2 separate regions of the Gossypium hirsutum genome follow, and region 2 is linked to region 1. The links are chromatin contacts, called in public Hi-C maps. All regions are on one chromosome and are shown on one strand. Each heading gives the region's core, a stretch centred on a gene start, on an enhancer-like site or on the middle of the called end of the contact. The rest is flanking DNA. Distances are from core to core; before and after follow the strand shown.

Region 1 (6,297 bases), core at 2,171-4,670:
TTAACTATTTTAAGTTATTTTTTTAATGAAATACCAAAATTTGATGACGCATCAAATATTATGGTGTTTTAGTTTTCAATTTTCTGCTTATAGTCTTTTTATTTGAGTTTTTCTTAATTTTTAATTATTACTTTTAGTTTATTTTTCATTTTGAATTATTGATTTATTTTAATTTACTTTTTCATTTCAACGTGTTTTAAAATTTTATATTTTTTAAGTAATTTAATTAGAATTAAATTAAATGAGAGAAGTTAGTAAATATGCATCACTGTATAATGAGCTTTATATGTATTTAAAAATTGACAATGCAGTGTTAGTTTATTCGTGTCTTAAAATTATAGATTTTAGAATCATTCTAATGTAAGTTATTAATTTTTTTATTAAAATTCTAAACATTAGCAACTTAACATATATTTTAATATTTACTTTATAATATATTTAATTTTCATATAATATAAATTACAAAATATATAAAAGAAAAGAAAAAATAAACATGCCATAAACTCGAATGGGTAGGGCCAAAATGGATTTGGGCTTTGAATTTCATAGCATAATTTTTACTCATATTCTAAATAAACTTAGATTTTTTATCCAAACTCTTTTTCCGAACTTATTATTTTTATCTAAACTATCCCAAATTTTAGATAAATATTTGAGCTTGGATGGGTAAATGCACCATTGAATAAGCCTATGTTTTACTAGATGTGTTTGTGGGTTAGATTGGGTTCTGACCGAGCTTATGTGTGATAGTAACACATTCTCTGTTTACTCAAACCTAGCACAATCTGAAATATAGGCCTCAAAATTTTACTATATTTATTTATATTTGTAAATTACTAACTCAAGTCCATTTTAAGTAAACTTATATTATTTGTTATTTTTTAAAAATATTTATATTAATTTTAATTAATATTTAATATTTAATAATTTAATATTTTTTTATTTATTAAAATTTTAAATATAAGTAACTAAGCATATTTTTTTAGTATTTACATTATAATATATTATTATTAATTTAATTTTATGTATTATTAATTTTATATTATATAAATAATATATTATATTATAAACTTGCAACATGAGTAGGCTTGAGTTGAACTCAAACTTTGAATCTTACATGTTAAAATAATTTTTTTTTATATCAGATTTAATAATTTTGTTGAAAAATCTCAAATTTGGTGCAAAAATTTGGACTTAATCCGATATTCTAACTCTTGAATAAAGCATCACATTTATGCCATTTTCACTATAAACCGAGGAAACAAGTGAATTAAAGTTACTGTATGTAATCTTTAATATTTTATTGCAATTAATAGGTATAAAATTAATCAATAACCGAAATTACATATCTCTTCCATTTTCGCAAATTACATATAATATCATTTATAAATAACCAAATAATAATTTTCCATAGGGAAATCGCATGCAGGTGAGCTGGAAAACTAGAAGAAGAGAAGATGAGAAAAATACAAAGAAAATTGTTGGTGTTGGAAAATTTAGTGCAAAAAGCAAACTCCTCTCTTGATACTTGATACCGACATTTTATGTTATTTTCTTCAATGGCTTTGCCACTTGCCACCTTTTCTAATTTTTTTTTCTTTTTTACATTGAGATATCTCTAAAAGTACTAGAGGTAAAAAGAAAAAATAAAAATAAAAAAGTATGGGAGAAAGGGACTTAATCAAAATAAAAAACAAAAGGGAGGTGAGATGCTATTGCTTAATTAAAAACGTAAACAATCCTTGTGAATTAAGCCAGCCAATGCCAATCCCCATCAATTCCTTCAATTTCTCCAATATTCATGCTGTGAATCACAACAATACATATCAATAAAACAAAATTTTAAAAAAAATCTCAAGGACTGATCTATTTCACTCAATTTCTTAAGAAAAGCCCATGCGTTAAGCTTTAATGGGCCTTTTTGGGCTCTTACAGCCAGAAGCTTTTGTAAGCATGAAGGCACGGCATCCATTGGGTGCAACTTTATTATGTTTTACAGAAAACGAGGCAAATTTGACTCTTTTCTTGGTAAGAATCAGGTAAATTACTGCATTTTACCAAATTTTGACCCTCAATTAGATCCAATTTGAGAGAGTTTCTAAATTTCCAATGTATGAATGAGCATGGTGAAAAAATCGTAATTTATACGTTCTGAAACACTTGTTTTATGTTTTTGAAAATCTGGGTACTTACCAAGGTAAGGCAGAATCAGAATCCTGGAAGTAAGAATCTGGGAAAAGATTATTGAAATGGTGGTGCTGCAAGCCACAGTCATTTGCATTCAACCAGGCAGGGAGTTCCATGACTTGATCAAATGGTTGGTGGTACCCATCATCCTCACCTTTCACTTCATTCCCATCTTCCATACTCTTCAAGAACTTGAACCACCATGCTGATGTTACCAAATTCACAGTGTCATTCCACTCTATTTGATGCTTCTCTCCTAATGATCTCATCTCCGCCATTCCCTCATCGTCCATAGCTTGATGCAGGCCTCCCCCACCGTAGGATGCTGTTGAATCGGCCATAGTCCCAGGCCCCACTTCATGTGACACTGCAACTGAAGGCACATCTTCAGTTACAACTGATAGAGTTGGGGAAGATGAGGATGATGAAGATGAGTAGATTGATGGGTTATTACTGTTATGGTAAAGGTTGGAGTCTATGTTGAAATCCTGAAAGTTAAGGTTTAGACCTAGGGTTTGGTCTGGTAGGTTCAAAGTGTGTGCAGTGGATGTAAAAGGACTTGGAGAAGAAGGAGGCCAACTATAGGAATGGGAAATATAGTCTAAATTATAGGTAGACAAGTTGTTTGTTTTTGGTTCTTGCTCAAAAGGTTGTGGGAATGAAGGAGAAGGCTGAAGCGACCGTGATGATTGCTCTTCTTGTTGCTGTTCATTGGCTTGTTTCATGGCAGCTCTGTGGAACTTGAGTGCAGTGACAATTTCTCTCCTAGCTTCAGCCATGTTAAGCATCCTTTGTTGGTAAGGCCTGCGGGTATGAAATCTCCTCCGAACCTGTTTCTTTAGTTGTTTAGGTGGTGGGTTTGGTTCCACCTGGCTCTGTGTCTGTGGTGTAGCACTAAAACCCTCACCAAATTTGCTCAAAATTTGGCCATTAACGCAATCAGGGTCTTTGGCACTTCTGGAAGTGGTGAGTTGTTTAACCAGGCTACGAATGTAAGCACCAGACAGCTGAGGAGTCTCATCTTTGTGACTGTTTCTAATTCTATCAATTTCCATTCCTTCTTTTGCTTCTTGCTTGGAACATCGACCCTTCATATCTAACTTTTATTTTTTTTCCAACTTAGTACCGTAGAAAGAGAAAGGTGGTTTGAAAGATCATGGGGGTGTTATTTTTTCCTCAAAAAATCTAAAAGGCAATGTACAGAAATGCAGAGAGAGGTGCAGGAGACTGAAGTTTCACAAAGGAAGGGGGTGTTATAAATACAAGCTGACCTAGGGTTTGTAAATTGTTTTGGATTTTTCCTTGTTTTGGCAATCAACACTTGTTACCCTTTATTTACATGTTTGTTTTAGGCTTACTACTTTCCTTTACTAAACTGCCCTCCTCTTTCAACTACATTTACATTTCATTCATGCCTGGGAAGATCAATCCCGCAGTCCCACTTAATAATACACTGGGGTTTCATATGCTTTTATCTTACTTGCATGTGTCTAAAAAAAGACAAAAGAAACAGAAATGCGATGATGAAGCTTAAATATATTTTATTACATAGAAGGATTTGGTTGCTGTTGATCCTCATTATGTCAAAGGGGACAGCTTCTGAATTACTAGGCAGGATTCAGCAAATGGTCTCTTCTTCTCTTGGGTAAATTGGATTGATATTTTAGCATGTAATTTCTTCATTTTAACCGGTGATATATGTATGTGAGGGAATTTTAGGGCAAAAGCAAGGGTTATTCTGGTATCTTGTCTGAAAGTACGATGGGACCAGGCTATGCCTGTGAAGAACCTACACTTCCAAAAGTCTTAATACTACAACTACAAGAGATGACTGACAAAGGAATCTCCATTACTGTTGTAATGTAGCCTTTTTTTATATTTTGGAAAAATAGGAGAAAATTTCCAATATTTTGCTGTTTAAAAACAAAGAGATGGACAAGATTTTTAGACCCTTTCTGAAGACGTTGTTCAGAAAGTTAAAAGACAAGAATTTTCCATACCATCGTCTCCATCATCAATACTTTTACTCCAATTGCAGGTGGCTAGCAGCGTCTAAGATATGGCTTCTGTGGTTTTTATTCAACCCTTTCTGGCGCCAATAATAGTGAAAATAAAACATGGAGTAAGAGACATTGTTACTGCTGTCAATAATAGATATTATGTTTATTTTATATTTGTGTAGAATTTACACATGATTTTTGTAATAAATACCTCGTCACCTTTACTTCGTCTGGTCCCAACATCGTTTATGCAAAACAACTATGTCCCTCGTAGATGTATCCACGCTCGACACATTTACATGTTTTTGGTCCACCTTGTGAAGGATATGTGTTTAGTTTCCTTTGCATGAAACACACGTGGGGTTTTATCTGCTCTATGTCAATCTCATTAACGTCTATTATACTCCCTAAGTAGCCAACCACAACAACACTAGCACAATCCACGTGTCTAGATCTAAGGCTAAAGAATGATCACCTTCGCCTATAAATACCTATTCTTAGTCTTGGTAGAGGTCTTCTTCTTCAATCATCCACCCTATGCTATATACTCTTTTATTATCCTCTTCCAACGGCTCTCAATACTTCTCCATTGTGTGAACTGTCATCCTTTTTTTTTACCTTTTTATAATCATCGACAATTGATGTGGTGAGTATGGACAATATGGTTCATCATGAGGGAACCATCCTTGGAAAACCCATTGTACCCTCCAATCCTACTACCTAGCTTGTTGGCCAAACATACAATCCTCACTCAACACATCCTTAAAACCCCTATAATGACATTCATGAAAGCTAGTATCGTCCACAACCTAGGTACAACATTGCTCCTCCTTCACCAAACTTATGCCCGATGCCAACATCTAATGAACAAACATCATAAAAACTTAATTCCAACCCTAGCTCTTACTCCCAATAATTTCTAGAACTACAAGAATAAACAAGGGCTTTAAGAGACCAAAAAACACGACAATAGTTGAGGTATGAACAACAATGTCAGCAATACCAATAACAACTCTAGCAAAATAATAAAATAATAAAAGAGTTGAGAGCAAGTCATAATCCCCCTCTCAGTTCCAAACTCAACATGATAAGGTTGTTTCCTCTCTTAATGCTCAAGGTCAAGGTCATAACTCACACTTAGAATACTTAACAGAATAGGTTTTCCCTTACAACAGCAACAAGCCTGGCATGATGAAATTGAGGCATTAAGATGAGACATTCAAGCTTTTAAAGCTTAATGAAGGACATGGAGTGACTATCTTGTTGTAATAACCCCTTTGTACTTGAGAACACAATTGTTGACTTGTTGCAATCTTTCAAATTCCTCAAAGAAATTTATTAAAGGGATAAAGACTTAGGTGAGCAGTTAATGTGATATAATGACTACACAAATATCCTAGGAGCCTTTGACACTTTTAAATGCGAGCCTTTCCCACTACTTTGAGGAGAAACACTAAGAATTGGTATTTGTCTCTTCCTAAAAGATCTATTCGTAGCCTTGAACAACTTGGTTACCAATTCCTAATTCATATTCGTGCATACTAAACAGTTTTGAAAACACCTATAAGCCTTCTAGCCTTTAGATAAAAACCTATGACTACGGATATGAGGGATTTTAAAAACTTGTGGTCATCGACGCATTTTGTAACGCCTTTGACTCTACCCGAATCACCGGATCTAGATATTGGATGTTACAACTCAAAAACACTTAATAGAAAATTTATACAATATGCGTAAACTATAGCTAAACATACTTCGTATTAGTTTTGTACTGTTTTATAATGTAAAAGAGAATATAATATAATTACATTAAGGTATTAAATAATGTACAATGCTACAACATAAATTTTTATTAAAAACAGACTCTTTATGCCGTAGAGAACTATATGCCATATTCCTAAGATGTTCTCTGTATGCATAATATCCCATCTTACTACTACTCTGGCTGTAACGCCCCTAACCCGTAACCATCACCGGAATAGGTTAAGAGGCATTACCGGACTTGTAACTCAATTTAGAACAATCATTTATCAAATGTCATCTCATGTTAGTAAATATCATTCATTCACATTCAATATGTACTTAAAACGAGCATACAAAGTTTAAATCA
Region 2 (6,297 bases), core at 2,557-5,056, 360 kb after region 1:
CGTACGATGTTAATTATTAAATGATTAGGGAATTATAATTTGAATTGCATGCACGATAACTGATCAGACTATCAGAAAATAAAATCATGCTAGACTCAAGTGCTTTTAATCTGCTATATATATATATATGTGTGTGTGTTTAATCTGTTTCTTTTAGAATAGAAAACAAGGCTGGTAGAGAGAGAGAGAGAGAATATTTAAGCAAAAACAGAGATAGAAATAACTAGCTAGCTTGGATAAAAAATAAAATATTAGAAAACACGAGAGGGAAAATAAATGCATCATTCACATGCAAATTGTACACTACTTTTTGAGGAGAAAAAGTGAAAAACAAACCAACTTCAAAGTTGCGAAACTCGGATGAAAAGGATTGCTGTTTTTCTCTCTCTGCATGCAGCGGGTCTCCCATTCACACTCACTACATTGTAAATCAACTCTAACCCTTTGATCCTTTTACAGCAATACATAGAGGTTGTAGGTATTAGGGTGTAATCACCATGTTTAAATTACAATTTTGTAATAAAATTTGAATAATGTACAACACTAATATTTCATTTTAGAAAAGAAACAAACCTCTATTCTAAACAAAACCAGAAATATACATTTTCCGGGGTGGTTGTTTTGGCGAAGGTGAGTTTTGGTCCCCTTTAATCAAGTTGGTCTCCATGTGTAACAGTTGTGTCTTTGTAAACGGGAATGAATGCCTTAGGCTTAGCATGAAAAGCTGAAGCAACAGTAATTACGGCTCAATATGATTATTAAATGTAGAATACTCTTTTTCATTCATTTATGTTCACCTCCAAACTCACCCATGGAAAATCCGGTGAGAAGTACATCAACTTTTGTATTTATATTCCTTATTCATCATCCATTTATTTTTTGTTAAATAAGAATATTTTTGTCATTAATCTTTATTTGTTTGCCTTCATCTTTTCTTAACTTGTTCCTTTGTGTTTATTAAAATTTTAAAAATTGTTCATCTTTATTTGTTTGAATTATATTTACCAAGAATATAATCATGGAAATATTTATCAACAATATAATTCAACAAATTTGTAAAGAGCAAAAATATGTTCCTGAAAGGTTAACAAATCACAAATAAATATGTTTCTCATTTTTAAATATAAATTAATGAATTGCTACGATTCAATTATTTATAATTGCTATACACTTTTTGTGTTGGATTGATTTTTTTTTTTGTGTAAATTTATATATAAAAAAATTAAATATTTAAATATACTTTTTTAAGTCTTTACACATTTCATTCATGGAATTTAGTCCATTTAATTTCTAAATTTAAAAATTTAAGTTTAATTGTTATCACCTTTAAATTCTTTTATTAAATTTATTGGTGTAATATCTTGAAATTAAAATATTAACAACTTAGTGTGATATTTTGTAACAATAAAAATAGTATTTAAATTATTAATTAACATTTTTCTTAAAAATACTGACCGAAATCTCATCAATATAAAATACTTTTTTAGTTGTAATGTGATATTAACATTTTAATTAAAATAATTAATAATATTATCTAAATACACATTAAAATTCAATTTTTAATATAGTACAAGAGTAAAAACTAAAATTTAATAAAATAAAGGAAGGCAAACCAAAAGTAGCGTTAAGTGGTAGGGCTGTTGGGACCTTACTTTTATGTACTGTTATATAACAGTATAGATAATATTAATTATATAACAATCCTGGAACACAAGAGTTTTAAACCCAACTCTAGACATTTTATTAAACTACTCATTACATACTGTTTTTCTATTGGTACTATTATTTTTACAAATATAAAAAGCATTTATAAATATTAAATAATAAAATTAAATAAATTTCAAATATAAAATATTCATAAAAATAAAATTTTGATTAAAATGATAAAAACATATATATATTTTAAAAATATTGGTAGCATAAGTTTAAGTATCACCTTATGTAAATTTTAAGATATCAAAAAATTAAAAATAAAATACTCATTAATTAAAATATTATTTAATTAGCCTCACAAATACAATCATTAGACAACACATAATCTCAAAATAAACAAGTAAAAATCTATTTTATAAATTAAACAATAAAATTATTTTATTCTATGCATATTCAACAAGTCTAAAATAAATATTTTTAAATTTTTAAAACCACACCATATTCCAATGGGTATGCACTGGTACCAATTGTAACAATCTAAATTTGTATCAAAATGGAACTCAAAATTTGATGTTCCGATTTATTATTCCGGCGGATATGAGTGACACCGGAACAATACCAACTATCATGATAATATTCATAAAAAAATTGTTTATATTGATTTCGCTTAATAAATTAATTTTAAAATGCTTTCCATTTATTCCATTTAATAAAGAAACATAAATTAATTTATAAATTTATTAGCGAAATGAATATAAACGACTGTTGAGGTGCAGAACTGTAGGTTTCTTTTTTTCCCTCTTACCCTGGAACAGAAGGTGGTGGTGGAATTGATTATCAAAATGCCCAAGATTGGGGGTGGGACCGCCTGCAATGACTGACGGACATGATGGGACCGCTCATAATCGCACGGCTATAATTTTTCAGTGAGGGGAGGAGGTTGGAACTTTTGCTGACAACTGGATGCCACGTGCCAGATCAATGAGGCTGCAAATAGAGGCACGTTGCCACGTGGGAACCCACGGAAAGGGACCATGATAGCTGGCCACCATTTACCTCACCCTTCCCTTCACCATAATAATATCACTTATTTGGGTTCTATTTTGAATTTCCATGGACGATGAAATTAATTTGTATGATTAAATGATAAAAAATTAATATTTTTTTAAGTAAAATTTAAATTTTGAGTGTTGTATTTTAAAAAAGGAAATAATGTTTTTTTAATTTCAAATTCAGTCAAAGTTTAATAACATTATTAAATATTTAAAATTAGATTATTAATGTTTTTAGATATAAAAATATGAGCATAATTAAAAATGACAATAGAACAAGAAAAGGTAAAAATTTGTCAAATACATCATCTTCCTTCCACAACTATCATGTTTTGCTTTATTATCGATTTTACTTTATGGTGGATGTATAATTTTAAAAATTACCATCATTTTTATAAATATTAAATACATTTATTTTATTCACGCCTCATCTCACTTCAATATTTTTTATTATTTAAATACATATGGTTTTTTATGACATTTTTACATATTTTTATCATTCTAACAATTATATATAAGTAAAATAATAATTTTTATAATAAAATAAGATAAAATAAATAAACAATTATTAGAACCATTCGATAGACAGTTTTAAAAAAATTCATTTCGTCACATCCAATTTTTCAAAAAGAAAAATAAAACAAATTATTTCAAAATTCATGGATGGTTGGAATTTTTTTATTATGCAAGATGATGCATCCCGTCTCGCAGTCTTTTTGATCTCTAAGCCATTTACGGTCGAAAGCGTAAGGTCACTTTCCGCCATAACTGGGGGAGGGTTGGTGGCGGTGGGACCATTTCAAATTTCAACCTGCCACTAACAAACAACACCTTACACAAAATCCCCAACATAAGAGAGCAGAGCAGTGCAATGCAGCATATCAAATTTTCTATACATATAATATGGCTTTGATTATGGTTTTGAATTATGACAAGTTTCACCCAATAGAAACTGCCAGCCCACGGTCTCTCTGATTATAAACCGCAAACACATCAATTTTCTTATCTTATTAATATTTTGAAGTGTAAATGTAATAATATTTAACATTTGAATGCAAGCACTTGATAGGATAGGAGGTAACTGTTCTACTGTTACCATACCATGCATGCAGTGGTGAATTTCTGCAAATAGAAAACAACGGTCCAATTTGCATAGCATAAGCAAACACGGAACATCCATGGAAGTGACCGCCCCATTCTAAAAGTCATTAAAAAAAACCAAATCAAACATTGGAATCATCATCGGGTGCTCATGTAACTCCCCGGACACTTTCTGGCTTTGTCTACAACATTTTCTCTATTTATATATCTACAACTTTGAGTTTCTTCATCAATTTACTTCCTTTTCACTATTTGTAATACCCTATATATCTCGTTATTTTCAGCCTGCATTTTAGTCAATCCAATTCCAATGGCTGCTTTTGCTTCAATCTCCGCATCTTCATTGCCCGCCCCTGCTACAATTCCTTTTGCCAAAGGATCTATTTCTCAGCACAAAAGCTTCACCACCATTGTAAGTGATTTACCCCTTTTTGTAAAAAAAAAAAAAAAAACTCCAATGTGAATAGAAAGGCAGATTGAACCGACCAATGAGGTCTCGGTTTAATGACAAAATAAAAACTTTGGGACTTTTCTACCTATGTAAATAATACTGGCTCATCATGTGTAGATCTCATCCAACCAAGTTTTTATTGCAGGGATGTCCAGTAGTATGTAATGGATTGAAACTTATTCCAAAGACTCAATTCTCCAAGGAGAGAAACAAATTTTCGACTCGATCTAGCTGCTTTAAGACACCAGTTTCATGCTCTCTTGTAAGAAACTTGTAGACCATGTCTTCGTTTCGGTTTTTTTTCTTATTACAATTGTCTTTAGTACATGAAATCGTCATTAAGCTCATTGTCTTCTTACATATTGGATTCCACTAGGCTCAACCTGAGACATTGAAAACCGTCCAAAATACCATTGCCAAGCAATTGTCAATTGATGCGAGCACAGTGACTCCTGATACTAAATTTGCTGATCTAGGAGCTGATTCACTTGACACGGTGCGTTACACCTTTTACAAGACATATCACATTTGGGTTTTTTTTTTTTTGTTAACCCTTTCAGTTTCTTACATCATGAGCATAATATCCTGGTTCATTTCTTATGTTTTGTTTGATGTCAAATTCATTTCAGGTGGAGATAATGATGGCGTTGGAGGAACAATTTGGAGTTTCAGTCGGAGAAGGCGGAGCTGAGAACATCGCAACTGTCCAAGATGCCGCAGACTTGATTGAGAAAGTGAAAGCTACTGCTGCATAGGCCACTTACAAGAATACCAGAACTTCTTTTATTTTAGTTCTATAAATGCCACCAAAGATAAAATCATAAATTACAGTAATCGATTTTCCTTTTCTTTCCTACAAGGAATGGCACTATTTTTCTTTCCTTTTGCTTAACCAAGAGGGCAATTTTTGTAACAGGGTGGGTCTTAAATTGTAGCCTGTCACTTGTCTCTTTGTTCTTATTCTGTTTCATGCAAAAGCAAGAACGAAAACAATAAAGTCAATGAATAAATGCATGAATCAACTTGAGCTTTGTTTTTGTTTTCAGATACGCAACTTACAGCTTCTTCCGGTGAGAATCCGGTTAAAATATGACTGAAAAATGAAACTTACAACTAATATAAGGAGATCATTATCTAAGCAACAAAGATAAGAGTTTGGTAACCCCCATTTGCAGGGTGTATTGTTCCGTCTCTTTTCAAAACAAGAAAACATGTAATAAGAAAGTTTATTGAGCCTATCCTAAAATGTTTGGCAGGTTTTGCAACCAAGCTAGGGCTGTAATTGATGGCTAATGCAATGACACTCTCAAGAGGAATACCATCATCTGAAAGGCCCTTATCTAAAATATACATACAATGGTCAACGGTAGCACAAAAACATGGTTAGGCTTATTTGATAAGAGAGCATCAGTCACTTAACAGCATGTATATTGAAGAAATACACCAGAAAAAAGCATGAAGGAAATACCAATAAACAAGAAAGATTCAAACTTAAAACGTATTTTGCCAACTAACAAATAAGCCTCATTCATTTAAAGGATCATAGCCTCTTTGGAACCCAAAAGTTTAGAAAAATAGCTGTTAAAGACGGTGATAATCCAAGCAAAAAGGAAAGTATTTATCATACACCAGTATATATGCACTCAGAAATAACATTTACAAGCTACATAACCATGTATATTCAAATAGAGAAAAGTATTTGCCCATTGATTTCATGGATTCGGAAGAGACCTACAACCAATTCGGCTAATGAAATTCATATTATGTACATTCAAGCAAGAAATGTATATCAGATAAAAGAAGCTCTCAGGGGCCCATTTTATATTCTTTTTTGATCCATTTGTAGTCTAAAGTTCAATTCCTACTTTTCTTTTGTTGGTACATATGAAAGCTCATTCAGCTTGGCTATACACATGCAGCTATCTAATTTTTAATTCCTTGGACCTCAATAATCTCATAAATTATATTTTCAATAAACTGTGTGCCCGCACAGAATCAACTTACCATCGAATTTTGGCAGTTACTCTTCAAAACGTCTGA

The links. Hi-C and Micro-C count contacts between places; a contact is called where the count stands out from the background.
Region 2: a contact with region 1 is called in a Hi-C map of leaf, with 9 times the contacts expected there. The contact joins the promoter of LOC107901003 here to the promoter of LOC107963364 in region 1. A contact is called at or near these places in 6 of 34 Hi-C or Micro-C datasets (callus, fibers and leaf).

The regions. Positions count from the first base shown.
Region 1 is chrA06:24,284,354-24,290,650 of Gossypium_hirsutum_v2.1, forward strand. It overlaps LOC107963364, which reads right to left and starts at 3,421. Exons shown (of 2, transcript XM_016899912.2): 1 at 2,194-3,421; 2 at 1,688-1,804. The coding sequence starts at 3,281. The coding sequence ends at 1,750.
Region 2 is chrA06:24,647,733-24,654,029 of Gossypium_hirsutum_v2.1, forward strand. It overlaps LOC107901003 (acyl carrier protein 1, chloroplastic), which reads left to right and starts at 3,807. Exons shown (of 5, transcript XM_016826818.2): 1 at 3,807-3,959; 2 at 4,091-4,218; 3 at 4,403-4,519; 4 at 4,634-4,753; 5 at 4,887-5,288. The coding sequence starts at 4,117. The coding sequence ends at 5,012. LOC121202941 reads right to left here. Exons shown (of 9, transcript XM_041115789.1): 9 at 5,944-6,297. The coding sequence ends at 6,278.